Regions from separate parts of the Gossypium hirsutum genome. Here region 2 is linked to region 1. Evidence: chromatin contacts called from public Hi-C data. All regions are on one chromosome and are shown on one strand. The core of a region is the stretch at or near the end of the contact, and the rest is flanking DNA. Distances in the headings are between cores, read along the strand shown. Region 1 holds the start of LOC107902026 (ubiquitin fusion degradation protein 1 homolog). Region 2 holds the start of LOC107902020 (aquaporin TIP1-2).

Evidence for each region. Hi-C and Micro-C count contacts between places; a contact is called where the count stands out from the background.
Region 2: a contact with region 1 is called in a Hi-C map of leaf, with 3 times the contacts expected there. The contact joins the promoter of LOC107902020 here to the promoter of LOC107902026 in region 1. A contact is called at or near these places in 12 of 34 Hi-C or Micro-C datasets (anther, callus, leaf and 2 more).

What each region holds. Positions count from the first base shown.
Region 1 is chrD12:4,201,634-4,208,154 of Gossypium_hirsutum_v2.1, forward strand. It overlaps LOC107902026 (ubiquitin fusion degradation protein 1 homolog), which reads right to left and starts at 3,583. Exons shown (of 10, transcript XM_016828251.2): 1 at 3,433-3,583; 2 at 3,180-3,224; 3 at 3,007-3,084; 4 at 2,780-2,804; 5 at 2,660-2,692; 6 at 2,434-2,555; 7 at 2,173-2,303; 8 at 1,652-1,872; 9 at 1,021-1,274; 10 at 698-942. The coding sequence starts at 3,182. The coding sequence ends at 847.
Region 2 is chrD12:4,334,360-4,340,880 of Gossypium_hirsutum_v2.1, forward strand. It overlaps LOC107902020 (aquaporin TIP1-2), which reads right to left and starts at 2,898. Exons shown (of 2, transcript XM_016828242.2): 1 at 2,095-2,898; 2 at 956-2,000. The coding sequence starts at 2,244. The coding sequence ends at 1,164. LOC107902021 reads left to right here. Exons shown (of 5, transcript XM_016828245.2): 3 at 1-122; 4 at 260-388; 5 at 573-954. The coding sequence ends at 779.

The DNA of each region.
Region 1 (6,521 bases), core at 2,333-4,832:
TAAATTAGCAGATGTTATTTATTGTATGTTACGTGCAATTATTTCGCATGTAAGTCCAGGGTCTTAGAGGATTATGTCCGAGAAGAAATGAAGAATCAGAACTGCCAAATTCTAAAGAAAGCCTGGTTTTTAGCTCAGTCTTCGCATAATAATGGTGAAGAGTCGAGTATTAGTTGCAAATTGCTCTGCTCTTATGAGAAGTTTCAAACGCCAATCAACAGCTTTCTTCACTCCCAAAACACAGTAATTTTCAAGAAACAACAACCCATAGGCCTAAAACTTGAATAGAAATTTGTACATAAAAAATGACTCATAAAGAAGTTTTTAGCTAAAACCATTTCAGAAACGTTAGTCATGGAAAAGGATTGGGCCTGGCCCATGGATCAATTCAATTATAATAATAAATGATTTCACTAGTTTTTGTAAATGTAAAAGCCATGAAAATGGAGACATTCAGCAGTCCCAGAGGTTTTGTTCTAACAAGTTCACTTTACATTTAAAGGATGTTGTCAATTTGTGACGTTAGATAAATAATGGTTGCAGGGAAATGACATGGCTGTTCCATAATAAAGAGATAAATTCAACGTAATCGTTGTGGAATCAAATTCCAATATCATCCTACTTCCCTAGAGTATTAACCAAAAATCTAACACATTTTAAAGAGCAGGTCGTTTCTTTGAAGGGAAAACTCTCCAGCTTTCACAACAGAGTCGAATTTCATTTTGACATGAGAACCCTCAGGTGAGTATTTTGTTAACAGAACATCCAAGATGAATATATAATAATTCTGTCACTTTCCAAGAGCCACAAAAAAAAAAACACATAAGAAATTGAGGATTGATTTAATCAACCCTCTAACGAGTACTTTCTCCCGGTGAATGGCTGGAACTTGGGATCTTCCTTCTTTTCAGGCTGCTCCTGTTTAGCCTGTTTTCCGGGTTCCTGCAAATTAAAAGAAACAACCATATCTTATAGCTTCATTCTTTTCATTAAACCAGACAACCAAAACATGCGGTCTACCTGTTTTGTTTCCTTAGAACGGCTGACATTTGATCCAAATACCAGCTTGCCCTGAGCCTGGCGTGCGCTACTTTGTGAACTAGCCCCTGGAGAAGGCTGCCTATTATTCCTATTGGAAGCAGCAGGTTCCTTGTCTTTGGTCCCAGACCAAGAAACCGGAGGAGGCTGTTGCTTCAGAGGTTTCCCATCCAACCGTCTTCCTGTACCAGTGAAGGCACTGAACTTTGGTTCAGTCTCTGCCAGAGCTTCTTCAACTGAAGGAAAAAAAATGGTTTTCCTCAGAACAGATAAAAAAAAAACATTTACTAAGTTGCATCATGAACTTGAGTGCAATATCCTACACAGATGTGAATGTCTTTTGTATCTCACCAGTCAACATAGATCCATAAATTCCCATGAACCGGAATTAATTAGGGTATAACAAGACGAGAAAAATATCCCTACCAAGCATATTTTTGCCATGTGGTTGTAGAATATTTAACTTAGAATACCAGAAGAAATCTTTTAACAAAATGAAAAAGAAGCAAAACTTACGTTGAGATACAGCACTAGAAATCTGAACAATGAGTTAAAAAGCAAAGAACTCAAGATAAACCATTATATGATATCTACAAAGATATTAGCTCATCACCTTGAGAATGTGCCTTGCTTGAAGTGGGAACAGCAGGCCTTTCTGGCTCTTTGTAATCGAGGGGAGGAGCAAAATCCACCTCACAGTCAGTCTCAATGATACTTATTGCATTGGAAGGCTTCGTCTCTATGATATCTATGTAGTACTTTTTATTGTTATATGCCACCATAATACTGTCCCCAGTAGTTAAACAGGAATAATTCCTCAGTGTCGTCTCTAAGCTGCATGATGAAACAAAAGTGAGATTAGAGTTGAGGTGTCTAAATCTACTTGGAAAGCAACAGGTAGATTACATCCATAACAGCATGAAAAAAAAACAGATTCAGGGAGTTACATTCCTCACAAATCCATACCAAATAAAGAAACTCATTTTGCTTACACGAATCTAAATTACACAAACTTCTCAAGGTATATGAGTATGAATTGATAACTTACTACAAAAATTTCAAAATTCCTTTCTAAGCTAACCATCAAACATCAAAGGCGCAAGCATACATATATTCACAAACCTATCCACTCACATAGCTTTTGGGTTTGAAATATCCAAAAAGTCCTTCGTGTGGGGCTGCAATTTCACATAGGTACCCTTTGGAAGAGTTACATTTTTCACCCTCACAATATCTCCCTCCTGTAGGAGCAAATTCTCCATCATCTACATCATAACCATTGAAAACAACGGGTCAAGAATCATATAAGTAGAAGATTTCCTCCATTTTAGTGGACCTAAAGCAATGCCATAATTCTAGTGTGAAGCATAATAATCCAACAAATGTACTGCCTACCCAATATGGCATATAGATCATGCCTTCTTCTGCGATAAACTCTAGCACTCCACAATGAGAGGCACGCTCAGCAGCATCATTCCGAAGTTCAAATAACATTGGATAATCAATATGCAGAGATGCTGCATAATTTGTCACAAATTAACTTTTGGATTATACCGCCAGATTAATGTGAAACTAAGACTAATTACAAAAGTAAAAGTGCTGCCAATATCAAACAACGAACCCAAGCGATCAAGTGCAGATGGAGGCATGATAACTGAAAGAACAGTGAAAGAATGTATATATTAGGAAAGTGATACTCCAAAAGGAACATATTACAAAAACTAAAGGTCAGGAAACTTACTTTTATCACCGCTTTCAATTTGTGGCTGCGGGAAAACAAGGAAAAAAAAAAGGACCAAAATCATGAATAAATGGGAAAGAAGCTAAAAGATTTGCAGGATTTAATATCATAAACCTTCAAATGGAACTAATCAAGTATGATGGAGTTCCAAAAGCTGATGACAGATTAATTAATATAAATATTGAAGCAAATCAACAATACAACAGAAAGTTCGTAGTTTTACAGACCTTTTCAATGAAAGATGCAGGGTAACATCGATAACTCTGCTCAAATGACGTCCCATGGTAACCATATCTATCGAAAAACTGCCACATCAATTTCAAAATTGAATTCAAAACAATTTCCAATGCCACAACCCAAACAAAGCAGTCATTAACATTCGAAAAATGTAAACACTTACCATTTTGTAATGCTTATAAACAGTCAAACCGGATAACTTACTTCCCTACAAGAATAAAAGATCAGATGAGTCTAAAGATTAACAATAATATCCAACAACACATAAATCTACATATTATATACAACAGCAACAACTTTTGAAGGGAAAAAAAGGTTATATTTTAAATTAAAATTCAAAACTTTTATCCCGCAATTTAGTTTTGAATGGCACAAGTGAACAGATCTAAGACTAAATTAAAACAGAATAAAATTACCTGAGAGAAAATAAAATTCAATTTCAGGTGCGTTGATCGCAAATCGATGGAGTGATGGAGAGGAAAGATTATGTAAGGTGGTGAATGGAATCATCTAAGATTCGCTTTATCTGCGTTTATTGCACGCTACCTTCAGATTCTGCCACGCGTTCATTTAAAAGAACTGATAGTTTATCATCAGTTTTGAGCCAAATTCTGAAAATTTTGGAACTGACCCAAAGTACAAATCAGACTGCTCTTTGGCCCATAATAGTTAAGATGCCCAATCTAAAATAACAATAATAAATCTATAATTACTTATATTAAGCTCAGAGATTGTATTACGAGTTAATTCAACACTAATTTATTTTAAATTTATTAAATCAAGTTATATTATTATTATTATTTTAATTTTACATTTTTATATATAAAATCAATAAAAACTCAATTATAATAAAACTTGAACTACATTTTAAATATTTAATCTTACCATTTCAACTAAATATTCGTCTCATTTTTATATATATATATATATATTTAATAAATTTATTATGTATTTTTTCTTCTAGAAATTCACCAGTGGTGTATTCCTGTATTTAGTACTAAGTTTTTTTCTCGGCTTCACTTTTAGTAAAACATATAGTTACTTATATTAATTAAATTAAAATAATTCAAAATAATATTTAAAAAATCCAAATGTGTAATAAATTAAATTAAATGACAAATGGTTGTGTTAGGTTTCAATTGTTTTAGATTAAATTAAGCTTATGGTTCCTCTATCATATTTAAATTTAGAATTTATTTGATATAATTTGATTCATTTACATAATATCATTAGTTAGTCGAAACAGTTGATACCCTTGATTATTCCGATTAAAATGTTAAGGTCGATTTTTAAAAAGAAATTACCCATGCCAACTTCATGCAAAATTATATATATATTTATATTACAAAGATATTTTTAAAAGAAATTAACATCATCATTTTAATCGGAATAATGAAAGATAATTACTTAGACTAACTAATGTCATTGTAAAAATAAAGGATCAGAAGTATGCCAAAATTAAATCCCAAATGATAGCATAATAGAGAAATCGAAATTTCAATTTTGCCACTATCTCCAATTTTGAAAAACAAAGGTTAATTGTTGTTGCTATAATGCTGGTACACAATTTTATCCAAAAATATGAAGGTCTAAATAGTGTGGATTTTTTGGAATATGAAACTAATGATACGACATATAAAAATATTACCGAGGTAGAAAATGTGCTTAACAAACGAAGTGATGATGACATTGAATTCAACAACATTTCATATGGGCTTGAAATGGAAGTTATAAGAAATATCATTGCTTGTAGTTTAATGAGTTGGTTTTAACTTGGATACGTTATGATGTTTTAATTTAGTAACATTTAAGTTGCATAGATTTAATAGTAATTGTGAACCTCATGTGATGGCTTGATGGTCAAGGGTGTTTACCACTCTAATTGTGGTATGGGTTTGAATCGCGCTAGTCGCATTGGTTGTTCAGACTTTACTCTATTATTGTAATTCACCAAAAAATTAGTATTTGTTATTATTGAACTAACAATAATTATTATTATATTACAAATATATAATATTTTATTATTATTTTTACTTTGTATAAAAGAAACATTTTAACTTCTAATAGTAATTTTTAATAGCAATGCCAAACATTTAAAACTAACAAACCACACTTTTCAAAAACACGCTTACCAACCACAACTTTTCACAAGCGTTTCTACAAATTTTTTCAAAAGTATTTTTAAATTGCATAACAATGTCAACCTAGCATTAATAGAAGATATTTAGATTGATTATTTCAATTTAGTCATATAGAAATGATGGGTCCAATTGGTTTCTAATAAGTTTGTTGGTTTATTAAATTATTTATATAAAAATTGAAAATTTAAATATTTAACTAGTCGAATACACAACCTTGTTGGATAATTACTACTGCAAAATAAAGACGTTAGTAGTGACAAGTACACAAAATAAGGGAAAAATTAATAAATAAATAAATACTGTGCCGTGGAGAACCAATGCTTTAGAAGCGATTTTGTCCTGATCGGTGTAATCGGAAATGAACATCACCTCCAAGGTTAACATAGTGCTTCCAAATTCGTACACCCAAATGGGGAAGATAGAACACAATTGATATTGCTCTTCTTAAGTTTATGAGAAACAAGATAAAAAATAATTTTAAAGGTGGTCAAAAAATTTGGCTAGAAAAAAACCCACACTAGGATCAATTCCCATAAAAGTTTGGAGGGGTCATGGACAGTCTCGCTTTAAACCCAAACTCCTAAACAGAACTTCCTCTTATGTGATTTTTAGTAAAATAACAAAAAAAGATGAGGGAGACGAGAAGAGTGATAACGGCTTTGATTTTTATTGTGTGAAATATGAGGAATATAATCTCAAAAGGGCAAAATGATCCAAAAAATTCAACGGCCATATTGCAACGACTAGATTCCAACGGTCATATTGTAATGGTCAGATTCCAACTACCATATTATAACGGTTAGATTTTTGTATTACTAACATTCCCCCACTAATGCAAAAGAAATAAAGATTTTTGAAAAGATGGGAAAAAGAGAAATAGTGAAATTAGCCCATTTATTTATTTTTTGCTTCTAAATAGTTGGCCGTTGAAATATGGCCATTGAATTTTTTAGATCATTTTGCCCCTTTGAGAATCGTATAAATAGGAGGCTATTTTCCTCATATTTCACACACCAAAAAAAAAAATCAGAGCCTCTATCACTCTTCTCGTCTCCCTCATCCTTCTTTGTTATTTTACTAAAAATTACATTAGATGAAGTTTTGTTGAGGAATTTGGGTTTTAAGCGGGATCGTTTGTGACCCCTCCAAACTTTTTTTGGAATTGATCCTAGTATGGGTTTTTTATTCGAACCAAAATTTTTGACCACTTTTAAAATTATTTTTGATTTTATTTCTCGAAAACTTAAGAAAAGCAATACCAATTGTGTTTTATCTTCCTCATTCGGGTGTACTTGGAAGCACTGTGTTAATTGACTGCCGCCAGACGTTCGAACGTTTGGACTGGAAATGCTGCAACAAATAAA
Region 2 (6,521 bases), core at 1,648-4,147, 130 kb after region 1:
AAGTAGCTAAGCGTGTTGCTCAAAATCTCAAGGAGGAGCCTGTGATTGTTGCTCATAGTGAAAACACCTTTGATGGAAGTGGCATTAAAAGACTACTATCCAACAAGTTTGAATTAGACAAGGTATATACATACATATACATGCTTTCGTATTTTCTTGTCTTACCCTAGTTTTCCCTGTGTGTATATATTTATGTCGGATTTTACATTTTCTCTTGTGCCGCCATTACTGAACCAAGTCTTTCATTTTCGCAATACAGTTGCTGAATGTAGGTTTAGAAAATGTGCCAAAGGATCGCAATGGGAAAATATCAAAGGAGTATTTACGTGTGGTGCTAGATGTAGTGGCTCCATCAGTTGGATTAACTCAAATCGGTGCTGTTGAACAGGTATTGGTATTGCAACCACACATCTCGATCGCCTGCATCTTCACATTCATCAATACATAACAAAAAGCTTGCAAACTGCAACACTCAGCTCTGGTTTCCGGAGGGTTGCTAGATTGGCATGCCCTAAAACACCTTTGTTTTTTTTTCACTCCACTAACTAAAACTCTTTTTTGAAATTCACCAGATGGACAAGGTTGTTGCTGATGTTCTCAACAGGATAGACGCGGATGATGGGAAGATGATTAAAGAAGATGAGTTCACGAAACTATTGACAGAGATCATGGGGAGCATCATGCTGCAGTTGGAGGGAAATCCCATCTCGGTTTCTTCGAATTCTGTTGTTCATGAGCCCCTTCCATCATCCTTATCGCTTTTACAGGCATCAACCTAGTTGCCTATCATCACATATCAGGTGTCATGAAATAAAAAAAGGTTCAATAAATTCTGGTTTAATCAAGTACATTTACCTACTAGCTTAAGTCATTTGTTGTGCAGTTTACTGGGTTGTGTTAATGAAATATGTTACTCTTAACGTAACTAAACCTAATGCATGTTTTATCAGCTAACAGACATTATTTGGAGCATTGACATTCTTTTCATACAGGTACAGCCCTAGAAATTGTCCATGATGATCACACCAATTACCAATATATAGAGAACATCCAATTTTATTCAATTTGCTACTCTGATTTAATCTTTTGGAGATAAATATATTCAGTCTCCCATGAGAATAATAATACACTCCACCTGGTAGGCGGTAGCCTCCATCAGTGATTCAGCGTCTCACAATTTCCAAAACGTTCCCATTAAGTTGACTTGTCCTACTTCTAGGTCCCCAACAACAAAGTGTAGGAGCGGCTAAATTCTTAATGTCATGCTTTTCATCTTCCCAAACAAGGCCTTCTTTGGGTAAGCCCTTGGTGAAGCCATAATAAATTATGCAAGCTAAACAAGGTCCTATCCAAAAGACCCAATGGCCATCCCACAACGAACCACCTCGCAGTAAGGCTGGGCCTAAACACCTCGCAGGATTAAGCCCCACGCCGGCATAACCAGCCCGCCCAGTCACACTAATGGACACAAAAACTGCTAGTGCCATCGCCCCTGCCACCACTGCACAAACCATAGCTAACCCTAGTTCTTTGCTTCTTCTCTTGTCAAATGCTATGGTTACACCAACAAAAAGCACCACAAATGTACAACAAAATTCCAACATCAATGCCGTCCCAGAGCTAACCCCAGAGGTTGGCCCGTTTCCATCAATGGTACAACCTCCCAAGGAATACTTTTTTGCTGCGTCATGGCTCATCACACTGCTGAGTATGAGAAAACCTGTTATCGAGCCTACACATTGGGCCAAGATATAGATGGAAGCTCGTGCTAGAGATATGATGCCCTTGAGGGCAGCAATGAAAGTAAAAACTGGGCTCATGTGTCCACCTGAAAGAGGAACTGTCACCATGAGAAACAGAAAGGCAATAATAAATACTGCAAATGGGACAAGAAGCTTGGGATTAGACTCGTTCGAGTCCAAGCAGGCGACAACGGATGTTGTTAATGTGAACATTAGTGAAGCAGTCGCCACCAACTCTGTGAGTGCTGCCTTCCACATCTAAAACAAACGAATGAGGAGGGAAGCATTAGAGCCCTTTTCTTCTGAAAATTGAATCAAGCAGAATAAATCATTTGTGGAAGAAGATCATTACCTCTGGTGAGGAAAACTCACGGGCACCAATGCAACCAAACAACGTCGCTTTTATAGATTTAGATTCCTTTGGGAGCCTTGTCTCGTGATTTTCAGCTGAACTTGCTGTTGGAAGATTATGATCAGATCCGCGAGAGAGAATGGAATCCATGTCTTGAAAAATATCCGAGACTATTTACAAGAAATAATGCTTGCCGGATGAAGAAACCATTAATGGTTAATCCATTATATATATAATATGGTGAAAGAATACGACCAAAGATTGTCACACTGTGACTGCCATGGCTTTTATATTAAACGGCCAAGTCCCATAATATTACAAGTGATAGTTGCAATTCAGAAACGAAACATTAGCAATCCATTCCATAGTTGCCAGTTACAAGAAGACGAAATCTGATCTGGTTTCTGGCAAAGACCAAATGCAAAACACCAAAGAAACTAACAATGGAAGTATATCTTGTGTAATATGCTTTAGGCAAATTTTGTTGGAGGTGCAGAAGTAAACCCACCACGATCCAAAAAGCCTTTTTATCCGATAAGGATATCCATTTTAGATCAACTAAGATGCTTACTCTAGGTTTATTAAAAAATGAAGCATCCTTAACTTATATAGCAGTCGATGCTTAATCTTGGCGTTTTACACTTCACACCTGTCATCTATACTTTGAAATTGTCAATTTTATTATATCACTAAACAGTAATCAACTCCAGCTAATACTCCAATCCCCCTTAAAATAGTTACCTAGGAATTTTATATTACAGAAAACATAGAAAAATCCTACCAAACAAAATATTTCAAAGAGAAGGCATAGGAATAAACCCGAGGGTGGTAAAATATTTCATTCAGTTTGCAGCTTCCACTTTTCATAGATTGCATATTTGTCAATTCGCACTTTTTTCGAGTTCCGACCACTCTTTCTTGACCATCTTGCAACAAACTCCAATGTTGTTTTCTCGTGCAACTTCTTCAAAAATTGCATGCTCCAATACTGTTAAATTACATCTGTGATAAGTTTCAACAATAGGCCTGATTTTAACAGGAAGATCATCAAAACCTTCATCTTCATCTTTATCTTCAACTTTAGTCATCTTCTCAACCGGTTTTGACTTGCACACTTGACTAAGGGAATTATAGTTCACATGTCCCTGTCTTTTGTGCCAACTATATGATTTATCCATTGAACTGGTATAAGCTCAAAGTTTCAATCCAGCACAAAACTTTTATTATTCATTGAGACTGTGATCACTTCCTATCCTAATGAATCAAATATAGTGCAACATTTATCTTTGAAAACAACTATGTATTTCTTCTCCATCAATTAACCAATGCTAAGAAGATTATGATCTATTTCATGAACTAAAAGCACATCTGTAATTTCCTTAGTACCTGTTGGAATGTTGACCAACACATCCCTTCTTCGCTTAGCTTCTGAGAGTTCGCCATTACCAATCCTCACCTTAAGATCACATCTTTTGTTAATCTTCCCGAAGATGTTTTCATCTGAGGTCATGTGGTTGGTGCATCCACTATCGATCAACCAACCTTTCGCGACTCTGATTTTTTGATGCAAAACTTGTGGCTGTGAACACCTACTCCTCTTGAATGTGATCTCCTTCAGCTGCCTAAGCCTGCGTATTCTGTTGAGGAGTTCACCCTTTGTTCTTGCATACCTTCTCCATATGGCCAAATTGTTTACAACTTCTACATTGAAAATCTGGCCTGAACCAATAACACCTTTCCGAGTGATTTGTCTTTTTGCAGTGAGAGCTTGGTGAGCTTTTTTCCTTGCCACCATCTCTCCATCTATCCTCTTTCTTCTCTACCCAACCTTTCTTAACCTTATGTTTCTGAGGGTTCGCATTGTAACAGCCCCTTTTTTTGAATCTGATCGGAACAGTGGTTTCGGGACTACTTAACCGAGTAAAAATATTTATTATATTATTTTTAATAAGTTTTACAGCATGATAGAATTATAGTATAAATTTTACCGTTTAAATACTTAATTTGATAAAAAAGACTTAATCGCGTAAAATGTAAAAGTAGCATTCTATAAGTTAAGAGTATTTATTTGCTGATAAGTTAAATGAGAGGTCCTTATTATGTTATTGGACCAATGATAGTGGTGCTGGTCATAAATGACCTTAAAATATGTGAATTATGCTTTTATTTCATTAAGGTTAATTTGGCAAAATGGTTATTAATATTGAATTAAAGTAAAAAAAAAAAAACAAAACAGAAAGTGGCAGTCATTTTCTTTCTGCACGATTTTGAAGTTTAGAAAGCCAATGTCATGGCTTTTACATTCGACCAAGCTTAGATTCTCAATTAGGGTGTGGTTTTTATTCCGTTTTTAATAATTTTTACGTTTTTGAGATCGTTGCTTTGTATTAATTCTAGCTAGCTCGTACCTCAATTTCTGAAAATTTTGATGATTTTGAAATGTGCCATTGTTGAATGCTAGTATATTTTGAAGTATTATGCTAGATTATTGATGGGTATTGAAATATATACAAGTTTTATAAAGTAAATTTTGACAAAAATGAGCATTAGGGATTTAATTAAAAAAATAGAAATATTATGTTAGAAATGTGAAATAAATGAAAATATGGGCTGATTAGAAGATATATAGTATTTGGCTAAGAATACGTATAAAGAAATTTCGTATATTTTGTGTATTTGTGAATTAGGAACTAAAGTGTCAAAATGTGAAAATATGAGGGCTATTTTGTAAAAATGCCAAAATATATTTATATGGATTGAATTGATTGATTTGGTGAATAAATGAGTTAAATTTGAATTTATATAGATCAAGATAAACAAATATCGGAACTTGATTGGGGGAAACAAAAGTTAGACGGGTAGACGAAAGTATTCGAGCAAATACGAGGTAAGTTCGTATAGCTAGAATTGAATTATTAAATAACTGTAATTGTCCAAAAATGAATGTATGTAAGTTGAATGAATAATCTATTTGAATTTTAAATTATCAATATACTATTATATTACTGTTTACATAAATGCAAATGAAATGTTATAAATACTTTATACGTTATATTGTTTTGGTATGATAATAGGCACTGAATATGAAATTTTGAGTATTTAAATGTATGTACTAAATTATATTAGATATATATATACATATGAATTGAGAAATTGAGTTATTGATTTTTAATTGCTTAATTGATAAAATTGGTTAATACCGAGCCCGTTTGAACTTTAGAAAATTGTCGGATACGAATGACTTGTCACTAGGGTTACCGTTTGGTTGAGCTCCTGCATTTGTTGCGGACTCACTACAGCTTGAAAGAGCTTACCGTTTCAGCTCTATAGAGCTTACCGTTTCAGCTCGATAGAGCTTACCGTTTATCAGCTCGAAATGAGCTTACCGATCATGGCTTGAAAGAGCGCAAATGACAATGAATTGACGAATTTCTGATAAATACACTTATAGTGTATCACCCGTGTATCCCTCGATGTTCTAATAGGTTCAACGGGCATAATTACTGTTACTGATTATATGAATAAACTATGTAATTATATGCATGAATTACCGTTGATATGTATAAGTTACGGTTGATACGAATAAATTTCTGTTATTACTGATGAATTACAGGTTATACGAATAGAAAAAAATTGATATAAATGTTATATGATTTACATGATTTAAAAGTTACATGAAATACATGATTTACATGGATTGTTGTTTTATGAATATATGAATTATAGGGACGACATGATATATTTAGCTATATGACTAACTTGTGGATGGTGATGTGAATAGACTTTGTAGACAAATGAGTTGATTTTAATTGTTTTAATGCTTAAATGTTAAATTGGTAAATTTTAATTCTATATTACACGGCTTACTAAGCTTAATGCTTACTTCATTCATTTTCTTATGTTCTAGATTTCGGAAGCTAGCTCGATTTCGGGAGAGGTCGGAGATTTGCTATCACACTATCAAAATGATTTTCGGTACTTTTGGACCTTATGCAATTAATGTAAATATGGCATGTATAGTTAGTTTTTGGTATGAATTTTGGGTTTTGATCAAGCTATGTGATATGGCTTGAGTTGGAAATGTCTAGTTTAGAATGGAAACATTATGTGTTATGTTCATTTTGGGTACACTTTGATAAAGGGTATTTTGGTATAATTGTGCATTGGTTGTAATTTGAAATTTGTAGGGAATGTACAATAATTATAAAGGGGTTATATTCATTTTTTTTAAAATGAATGAATGAAGTCAATTAGTAAGAATTTATATGAATTTATGATTATATATGTTTGTTATTTATTTAAGAATTATTGTAAATTATCCAAGACATCCGGTAATGCCTTGTAACCCGATTTCGGCGACGGTTTGAGGTTATGGGGTGTTACACGCATCATCAGTACTTAGGGTTCGCAGTGTTTCTTCTTCTATG